Regions from separate parts of the Mus musculus genome. Here region 1 is linked to region 2. The links are chromatin contacts, called in public Hi-C maps. All regions are on one chromosome and are shown on one strand. Each heading gives the region's core, a stretch centred on a gene start, on an enhancer-like site or on the middle of the called end of the contact. The rest is flanking DNA. Distances are from core to core; before and after follow the strand shown. Region 1 has its middle 39 kb from the start of 1110002E22Rik. Region 2 holds the start of Dapp1 (dual adaptor for phosphotyrosine and 3-phosphoinositides 1).

The links. Hi-C and Micro-C count contacts between places; a contact is called where the count stands out from the background.
Region 1: a Hi-C map of the G1E-ER4 cell line shows a contact between it and region 2, with 2.1 times the contacts expected there. The contact joins the enhancer-like site here to the promoter of Dapp1 in region 2. A contact is called at or near these places in 1 of 39 promoter capture datasets (frontonasal cranial neural crest), 2 of 15 datasets of contacts at CTCF or cohesin (CD8 T cells and the NIH/3T3 cell line), 8 of 484 Hi-C or Micro-C datasets (the G1E-ER4 cell line, the HPC-7 cell line, bone marrow-derived macrophages and 4 more) and 3 of 115 datasets of contacts at active chromatin or transcription factors (embryonic stem cells, microglia and neural progenitor cells).

The regions. Positions count from the first base shown.
Region 1 is chr3:138,020,428-138,025,580 of GRCm38.p6, reverse strand. No RefSeq gene overlaps it. Among named protein-coding and RNA genes, the nearest start is that of 1110002E22Rik, 39 kb to the left of the region's middle. Within about 2 kb of position 3,425, at least 8 of the 459 cell types and tissues checked have an H3K27ac peak or open chromatin away from gene starts, as enhancers often do. A contact at or near this core is called in the G1E-ER4 cell line and the HPC-7 cell line, where this site is marked.
Region 2 is chr3:137,978,897-137,984,207 of GRCm38.p6, reverse strand. Dapp1 (dual adaptor for phosphotyrosine and 3-phosphoinositides 1) reads left to right here and starts at 2,659. Exons shown (of 9, transcript NM_011932.3): 1 at 2,659-2,889. The coding sequence starts at 2,789. The region is part of intron 2 of Gm19708 (a long non-coding RNA gene); the gene reads right to left.

The DNA of each region.
Region 1 (5,153 bases), core at 2,176-4,675, 41 kb before region 2:
TCAGAGCAACAGAAAGAAAAGCAGAAGAGCATTCAATTTGTGTCAAGTGCTTTTGAAGAGATGTAATATTCATATGTATACAGAAACCCACAAGCCTCATTTTGCTAGAGATAATAGCATTCACAGTGATGTCAGATAAATCCCACCTTAACCTACCCATATTGGACAGAATAATAAAGACTGACATTATATTTCCTTCCAACCCTTATCCTACATGTTGCAAAATTCTAATCTCTCTCCTCATGCAGGCATCTTATGTCTGCCTATTGTTTTGTTTTGGTTTGGGTTTTTTTTTGTTTTGTTTTGTTTTGTTTTGTTTTTTGGCCAGGTTGAGATGAAGAATTAGCATTGCATCTAGAAAGCTATGCATGGATACAGTGTTTGTGTCGTTTAGAGACAATGTTTACTTTGTTTTGTCATGTGTATTATTCTTAAAGGTATCCACCATTTGTTTCAAGGAGAAAACATGAAAAATGAAGGGGACTTTAGATGTGTATATACATGCATGTATGATGCTTAGTTACCCTCCTGTTAAACATTTTAGGCTTCACATGACTTTTCTAACATGTGTCATCCTGTTAAGATTGCACTGCCAAGGTCAGCTGAGTAGTTATAGTGTCCTCAGCAAGAAATGAGCCAGATAATACATTTCTAAATGTAGCAATTTTAACAACAATGAACATTTATCTCACTTTGCATAGGGAGTGTACTGGCTAGTTTTATGTCAACTTGACACAGGCTGGAGTTATCACAGAGAAAGGAGCTTTAGTTGGGGAAATGCCTCCATGAGATCCAGCTATAAGGCATTTTCTCAATTAGTGATCAAGGGGGGAGGTCCCCTTGTGGGTGGTGCCATCTCTGGGCTGGTAGTCTTGGTTCTGTAAGAGAGCAGGCTGAGCAAGCCAGTAAAGAACATCCCTCCATGGCCTCTGCATCAGCTCCTGCATCCTGACCTACTTGAATTCCAGTCCTGACTTCCCTTGGTGATGAACAGCAGTGTGGAAGTGTAAGATGAATAAACCCTTTCTTCCCCAACTTGCTTCTTGGTCATGATGTTTGTGCAAGAATAGAAACCCTGACTAAGACAGGGAGTAACTTAATTTCTGCCTTTCTTAGGGTTTCTATTGTTGCAATGAAACACCCTGACGTAAAACCAGCTGGGGAGGAAAAGGTTTCTTTGTATTACACATCCACATTGTAGTGTATCATTGAAGGAAGTCAGGACAGGACCTCAAACAGTCAGGACACTGGAGGCAGGAGATAATGCAGAGACCACAGAGGAGTGCTATATACTGGCTTGCTCATCACGGCTTACTCAGCCTGCTTTCTTATAAACCTAAGACCTCTAGCCCAAGGATGGCACCACCCACTGTGGGTTGGGCCCTCCCCTATCAGTCACTATCTAGAAAATACCCTGTAGTTATAGAGGCATTTCTCAATCAAGGTTCCATCCTTTCATATGATTCTAGCTCATGTCAAGCTGACATAAAACTAATCAGCACAGGGGCAATTTTGTTTTACCATCACAAATGAAACTGCAGTAATAGTCTTCGAGGGCTGCAGTCATCTATATGGATCTAAAGAACTGGCTATCAGCACATGGTGGGTGATGTTTGAAGTGACTTCTAGTTGGAATTCCATCCGTCCACCCTATCCTTCATGCTGTCAGTGGGCTGTGATGGGTTATCACAGTACACACCCTGATCTGCTGCCCTCAGGCCAACAGACACAATGACCGGGTATGGGCCGCTCCTTCACAATTTTCCTTGTCTACTGGGAGTAGGAGAAGGATGACAAGTTCCATGACTGTCATTCTCAGTGTAGGAATATGAAGCAGGAATCAGTATGGGAACCAAAGATAGTCTTCATTAGTAGGAAAAAAGTCAAAGCAGGTTAGTGTTCAAACTCAGATCTCTGACTGTAAGTCAGTCTTCCTTCTTACTGCTCTGTTGATCTATACAGTAAAAGAAAACATTAAAATAGTACCCTAAGGAGAGATTGGAACCAGACAAGAGTAACTGTCAAGGAGAAAGAAACAAACGATATATTAACGTTGAGAAGAGGAGTAACTAGAAGCATGCACATCTAAAGCTTTAGGGGCCTTTATTTGGGGGGATATTTGAATGACAGTTAAGACAGTAACCTACACAGATGAAATGGTGTTGACTATAAAGTCACACAGATGAAAGCTCGATGGCAATTGTTGAAGTAAACATAGTGACATGGTGCAGTGGGGTTATTTGATGGTTATAAAGAGAGACTGGCAAAGGATATTTGTATACTTTTGAGACTATGTACGAGCACAGACACTGCTCTAGGAATTTTTATGTAGGTTAAGGAGGGGTTATCAGGTCTTAGGTGACCCTAAAAAATCATTAGGAGACATAGAAATTAGCTTCCACATTCACGGAAGAGTAACTGAGACTCGGGGTAGACTGACCATGGGCAGGACTGGAAGAACATAGAGATGTCATTTAAATCATGTCTGTCGGAACCCAGTGTGCACATGCTCGGTCCCATATTAGCTCCAGCAGGCAACAGTCTAAAGGGTTCTTTCTTCCCTGACTGGGTATTGTTAAGTGTGCTAAAAACCTCTTTTTATTTATTTGATGATCTTCCAAAATCTACACACACAGACACACACACACACACACACACACACACACACACACACAGACACACACACCATGCTTCCTGTCCTATGACTCCACAGGCAATCATCACAACCTGCCAGGCTTGGCTCATTCCTTCTGTTCATCCTTCCCATCTGATCCATTTGCTCATCCTGGCCATCCTAATGGTCGTCATTTCCATGCCATCTCCTTAGCTCCCTGCCCGAAGGAACCACCCATTGCAAGGCCTCGCTCCTTCCAGCCTGGTAGTTTGAAGTAATCTCTAAAATAGACTGCAGTGATACCTACGTGCTGATACTTAACCCTGTGGAAATCCATCCCTTTGAGTGTGGAGCACTATAGCAACCCACTTGAAATAATTAACATGGACCATGTGCAATGGGGTATCACTTCTAGAAAAGACAGGACAAAACCCTGCTTTCTTTCTCTCTCTGCGGGAGGTCAGATGCCATATGAGGTCTTGCACTGAGAGAAGGTTCTGCAGCAAGGAGCTGAGGGATGCCTCTGGCAAATGGCCACTGTCAAACTTGGGGTCCCCAATCTGGTTTCAACCCTTGAGAAGCTGAAATCCACCAGTAGCCATACTCACATCCGGCCCCTCAGGAGCAAATGCTTGTTGAAACAGCTGCATTTTTTTTCTTTTCAGCAATAGATAACTTCTGGGAATTTGGTTGTTTGTGTCATTTCTGTTTCCAAAAGCCTTTAATGACTCTCATTTGCCTTCAGAAGATAGCTAAGCTTCTCTGTCTGACATGGGGACACTTTATCTTCATGTTCCAGCATGACAGTTAATAATTAATTGAGGATTACTTGATCGTTGAAGGCAGTAGTGTGTAATTCAGATATCAACTGATGCCACATTGGCCTTAAGGGCTAAAGAAAATTGGTACCAACATCCAATACACACTCTGTGGAAAATCCAACATCCTCCCGAGATATCGCTTTCCTGGTGGATTTAAACAGACTCACACCTGGTGTTATTTTGCTTCTGCTCCGTTAACTCAGCACACGGATTCTCTCCCCCTTAGATGCCACACTGTTTTTCAAACTGTTTACTCAATCCCTTTCCAGATACACACACACACACACACACACACACACACACACACACACACCACTGTACAATACTACTGTATAAAGGAAATTTCATAAAATTTTAAGGATTTCTTATACACCTCAAATAACTTAAGTTGAATATTAAATATCACTATTAATTTTAGTTGGGAATGTGAGAAACTATTGGGTACGTTTGCTGTCATTAACATTTGTACAGAGAAACATTAACGAGGCATCATAGAAACTGTCTATAGAGGGGAGACCAAATTAAATGGGAAAGTGGACTCTTGTCTCCTATTCCATTCCATTTTGACTTAGAAAAAATGTAGTTTCCTTTCAAAAAGTAAAAAGTAAAGCTTTTTTAAAAAGAAAACATTCTCAGATTCCTGCATTGGGAGCCTCCTACTGAACTCACACACCGGTGACTCTGACTCCTCCACACAGCACTCTAAGTTCTCCCCACTGTATTTGTTTTCAATACTGAGCTGAGTTTTTTCTGGTTTCAAATCCATACTCAATTCATTCTCAATTCAGTTAATCTCTGTCTCTGTCTCTCTCTTAGCTAATTTTTATTTTTTATTTATGTGTTTTATGTGTTTGTGTGTGAATCTGTGTATGCTGGTGCATGCTGGTGTCTGTGGAGACCAGAATAGGGCATTTGATCCACCTAATATAGGTTCTTGGAAACAAACTTGGGTCTTCTGTAAGAGCAGCAAGTACTCTTATCTGATAGCTGGGATATCTTCCCAGCCTACTTAACTCTCTTTCTGACCTATTTTGAATTCAGCTCTATGTCCACCTTCGCTCATTAAAGATTCACAAATGTGGTCGTATAACGGAAGTACACAGAAAATCCTAAAAACGATGCTGTCCAGTTACTTGTTTCTGTTCTATCTTCCAATGCCCAGGACGCAGAAAAAGAGGGCGCTCCTGGATAACACAGAGAAGGGAGTGGACAAAAAACATCAGGCGAAGCTAAAAAATCATCATCAAAGATCATGCTTAGTACACAGCTTTGCTTTAAAACCAACCTGACTGTACCCAATGGCCTTCCGACATCTGTATTAAGTGGGAAAGATAACCAAAATTAAATGACTTTAATTGGAACAAGTTATTTAAGTGACTTCCTTTCAATTCCATAGTGGAACTTTAAAGCAATGCCAATTTTTTTAATTTAAGAAAATTAAGTTTTAATAATAATAATAATATAGGCACTTCCTGCCAGTATGTAAATGGTTAATAAACATATGGAAAGAAATAGAATTTCTTCAGGAAGCTATCAATTTGAATCATGATTCTATTAATACATTTATAATGACTAAAATGTGACAGGCAATACCAAGTGCCGACAAGATTGTAGAAAAAAACAGGTAGAAGTATTTCAGGAACTTCTGGTACAAGTACTCAAGGGGGCATTTAGTATTCTGTTATAGCTAAGCCTCTATATCTCATGAACATCATTTG
Region 2 (5,311 bases), core at 1,410-3,909:
TAAAGTGGTGAATAACCAAAAAAGGTACCTGACATCAACTTTAGGCTTCCACATAGCTGTCCATATGTGAACACATACAACACACACACAATGATTCCAGACATCACTCATTGGTAGAATGCTTGCCTAGAATTCATGAGGGCCTGGGTTAAGTCCCCAGCATTGCTAAAGGGGAAAAAAATCAACAACAACAAAAAAGGTAATCCAAAATTGTTTAATGATACACACACACACACACACACACACACACACACACCTTGAGAGGGTATTTGAAAGCAAAAATTGGTTTCCTTAATAAAAAAAAAAAAAAAAACAATTAACATTTAGGGATTAGAGAGATGTCTCAGGATTTAAGAGCCCTGGTACTGCTCTTTCAGGAGACCACAGCTTGATTCTCAGCACTCTCACGGTGGCTCACAACTGCCCGTGATTCAGTTCCTACAGTACTGGGGAATGAGGGGATCTCTTCCAATTTCTGTGGGCAACAGACAAGCATAAAAGCAGACCAAGCACTGATATGCACCGAATAGAGTAGAGCTGAGATAAAAGCACCATATAAATGGCCTAACATAAGGTGTGCTGTTAGGTGCTCTCATGCACATCCAGCGTTGTAGACACCAACTCTTCATTGTGGCGGAGAGTGCTGAACAGTGCTGGGTGCAGAGGTGGAGAGCAGGCGAGGACAGGGTGGGGAGCCTACGAGTAGCCAGCAGGAAGATGCTCTCAAAGGAGAAGGCAGTAGATGGGAAGCAAGTTAAGAGAGGCAGGCTGGGGGGTGGGGGGTGGAAAAGGGAAGAAAAAAGGAAGGAAGGAAGAAGGGAGGGAAGAAATCAGTCAATCATCTTAGGTTGTTCTAGAAAGAAAGAAAGAAAGAAAGAAAGAGAGAGAGAGAGAGAGAGAGAGAGAGAGAAGAGAGAAAGAAGAAAGAAAAAAGAAAGAATGAAAGGGAAGAGATTAAGAGAAATGGGACTCCCCCCCTCCCCCCAAATGTGCTAAAATGGGATGAAAAGGACAGTCCAGCACTGGAGAAATGTGCAGGAAGGAGCAGGGGACCTGTTGCATGGCTTGCCCAGTGATTTGGAGCCCTCCCTGCCCCCTTTCTGTTGACGTGCACTTTATCTTTTTTTTAAGTTTGGTTGGTTTGTTTGTTTGTTTATTTATTTATTTATTTATTTATTTATCTGTATAGCCCTGGCTGTCCTGGAACTCACTCTGTAAACCAGGCTGGCCTCGAACTCAGAAATCCACTTGCCTCTGACTCCCAAGTGCTGGAATTAAAGGCATGCGCCACCACTGCCCGACACTTTATATTCCTCTGTCTGAGAGAACTATAGCAGCCAGTGTGTGCCGGTTCGTTATATGTGTGTTCTCAGAGCTGCTTCTCCCCAGGACTGCCTCTAGGCACTGAGGACTTTCTCACCAGAGAAAGCCAGAGTCCCAGGAACCATTGGGAAACAGAAGAGAGGACGGTTCCTAAGGAGACATTGGCAGCCTGTGTAGAACAAGGTCTTCGTTCTATCAGTCTCTTTAGGATACCAAATGGAACAGCCCTCAGATGAACCCTAGTTCATCTTGGGATATTGGAGGGGGAACATGCAGAGAGAGAGCTCTTTATCCATCCACTGATACACATCCAGGCAGATGGAATTTCCTCTTTATGAGTCTAAACACCACTGCATCCAGGGTAGTTCAGCCTACTGGGTACACCCCGGACAGCGTAGCTCAGCCTACTGGGTACACCCCGAACAGCGTACGTAGCTCAGCCTACTGGGTACACCCCGGACAGCGTAGCTCAGCCTACTGGGTACACCCCCGGACAGCGTAGCTCAGCCTACTGGGTACACCCCCGGACAGCGTAGCTCAGCCTACTGGGTACACCCCCGGACAGCGTAGCTCAGCCTACTGGGTACACCCCCGACAGATGCTGTTCTTTAACTTTCTTCTGCCTTCTTACTCAGTCCTTTGCCTTGTTTGTTTTTTAAACAGGGACTCACATAGCCCAGGCTGGACTCAAATTCACCAAGTAGATGAGGATAGCCTTGAACTTCTGACTTTTCTGCCCCTACCTCTAGAGTGCTGGGATTACAGGATCTTATGGGGTGCGGGGATGGAACCCAGGTCTTTGGGCATGTTGGCGACAGCCTCTGCCCCCAAACCTTCTTCCATAAGAGAAACAAGTGTTCCCCTACAGAAACCTCAAGGGAATATTGGAAAGAAATCCTGAGCCAGTACCAGAAACAAAGTAGGTTAGAGCAGGACTGGTTGTTTACCTATAATTTTTTTAACCCCTTCAGAAGATGTATCTGACGTCGAAGCTTCCTCGGTGTTCCTTGTGCCGCTGTGTGAGGTGGGTGTGCGCGTGCACATAGCCCCCTCCCCGCCCCCCCCCCCAAACTACAGGCAAACCCTGGTAAGGAGAAGCTACAGTTTGGACTCCTAGAAAGAGTTTGACCTAATCGCCCCATCCTGGTTGGGCGGGTGGTCCTTCTGTTTTCTTTGGCAAAATCTAACTTGACAATACGTTGTGGTGACTGAGGTGCTCTGCTGCCAGAGGGGTTAGTTAGCACACTTCCTGACTGACAGAACACCCCTGCCTATGCCTCAGGCCCACGGTGGCAGAGGCAGTGTGGGAGGAGCAACCAAGTTTCACTTCCTTGCTAGCCAGAGACTCAGCCCCAGCCGGCTCCTGCCTTAGCGAGGAGGAGCAGCGCGTCCAGCAGCAGCCGATCCCATCTCTCTCTTCATACAGCACCTGGCGGGGAGTCAGCCATCAGAAGCAAAGGAACTTATGGGCAGAGCAGAACTTCTAGGAGGGAACATGAGTACCCAGGATCCCTCAGAGCTGTGGGGCAGAGCAGATGGAGGCACAGACCTGCTCCAGGATTTGGGGTAAGAGCGCTTTTTCGATGAGTACAACTTCCCAGTTCCTTGAAAAATCGCCGCTCTGACCAGTGTTTCCAGGATTCGAGTCTCTTCCCACTGCCACCTGATGGTCGTCTACCTGGCCAGTTTAATTGACCTGTAGGAACTTCCTTCTGGGGGCGCTGATTCATTGTAAAAGTGTAAGATATTTTTCTAAAAGTGAGAACAGTTACACTGAGAGAATGTGATAAAAAAAAAATCAACTTTTGGGCATCCTTCAGCAGCTGGGGAGTGTGCATACAATCGTCTGTTTCTTTGATACTGGGCTAGTTTATCATTAAAGTGAGGTGGAAGAACTCTGAGTGCACCTCTTGGCAGTGAACTGTGTCACTGGTTCCATAAACAGAAAGACTACACGGCTGTGAGTAAGAGGGATTTTTTTTTTTTTTCAAAAGAAAAAGAATGAGGAAGTTTGTACGACAATCATGTTTCTACGGTGCCTCCTTCTCACACAGCAATGGGAGCTCTTTCATAGCCTTTAGACACAAGATAACAACAGCCTGGCTTCAGATAGACAGGTTTAGGTTAGGTGACATCATCAGAGTTCATCAGAAGGGACCCTGATGACACAGCTCATCCGGACATTTAGTAAAGAAAAAAGGGCTACTCAGACAAGAAAGGAGGTTTCCTTGGAGACAAAGCCTTGCACCTACACGCTTGTGTTTCCCAAGAGAGAGGACTCTGGACCTGTTGTCTACCTAAGTGGCTGGAATTCCTCATCACCCAATGACATAAAGACATACTGTCACCTTGCATAGGATGGCAATAAACACGAAAGGGTTTTAAACCCCATCTTATCGGTCACATCAGTGAAATAACAAAGCTGAGACAGCTACCTGCCAGAGGCCCCATCCTCCTCTGAGAATGGGTTGAAATTTCTGTTTACACTAGAGATTGTATCATTTTATATTGTGTTACTGTAAAATTTCTCACGGCACTATGCTGGCACAGCAAGTAGAGGTGCTTGCGGCTAAGCCTGGCTAAGCCTGAGATTGAGTCCTGGGACCCACTCGGCAGACCTCCACACAGATGATATGTCAGACGGGTACACACACACACACACACACACACACACACACCATGCACACATGTAATGATAATTAATAAAAAGTCTAAAAGCAGCTCTCAATAATTCTCTGTTTAAATTTAAAGCCAAGGACCTGTACTGCCATTTGGTATTGACAGCTAGGATTTTCAATAAGGGAAACTCCTTATGAGGTCTTCAGAGCTCCAAAAACTCTCCACGTTTCTCTTCAAATAAAAAAAACAGAATAAGGGCCTCTCTGGGAGCATCCAGCCCAGAATCAAGCAGTTCAGAGCCGACCTTACTGGCCAGCTCCCAAGGTTTGTACCTGTGTTTTTTGCACTCTCCAGCCTCTGAAGTTAAGATACCCAAAGGAGAAGAAAGATCCAGAAAATATTCAACTCTGTCTCTTTAATTAAACAAATCCTATCCTGAAAGCAGGATCTAAGCTTTGGAATTGTCAGCACACTCAGGACACAAACATACCTGACCATGTGTCTGGGGACAGGCAGTGCAGGTAAACCACAGGCTTCCCTTCCCAGGCAAAGAATAGACGTCTGGTACTAAGTCCGGGGACCCTTATTATTATTATCACGGAATAAATGGTACGTTTGTATCCAGATCTCTTTAGTTCAGAAGACCTGAACATTTTCTTGAATGTCAGAACTTGGTCTCAGAAACAATGCAAACTTCAGTTGTTGAAGAAACTGCTCTATAGTGTGGGTTTCAACTCTCTCTACATGCTAGACAGACTAAGGAACTTTTTATTTGCTTATTTTTATTCTTGTTTTTATACTTGATACAGGGCCTAATATAGCTTAGGCTCTAATTCAAGGATGACTTGAATTTCTTGATATTCCTGACTGTACCTCCCAAGGCCTGGGATAAGAGGTGTATAACATCACACCCCACTTATGCAGGGCTTCCAGGATTCAAGGCAAGCACTCTACCAACTGAGTACTTCCTAGGCATATGAACTAAGAAAGGAAGGAAGGAAGGAAGGAAGGAAGGAAGGAAGGGAGGGAGGGAGGGAGGGAGGGAGGGAGGAAGAGAAAAAGAAAGGAAGGAAGAAAGGAGAGGGGGGAGAGAAAGGGAGAGAGAGAGGGAGAGAGGGAGAGAGAGAGAGAAAGAGGGAGAGAAAGAGGGAGAGAGAGGGAGAGAAAGAGGGAGAGAGGGAGAGAGAGGGAGAGGGAGAGAAAGAGGGAGAGAGAGAGGGAGAGAGAGAGAGAGAGATGTCTCTGAGCTAACATTTGTTTTCTTCCTCTACGTGCCTCTAAAGCAAGACTGGAATTAAGAATCAAGGTATAAAATGTATATTCTCTGACGGGTTAGGTTAGGTACAGTTTTATCATTTATTTTAATTTA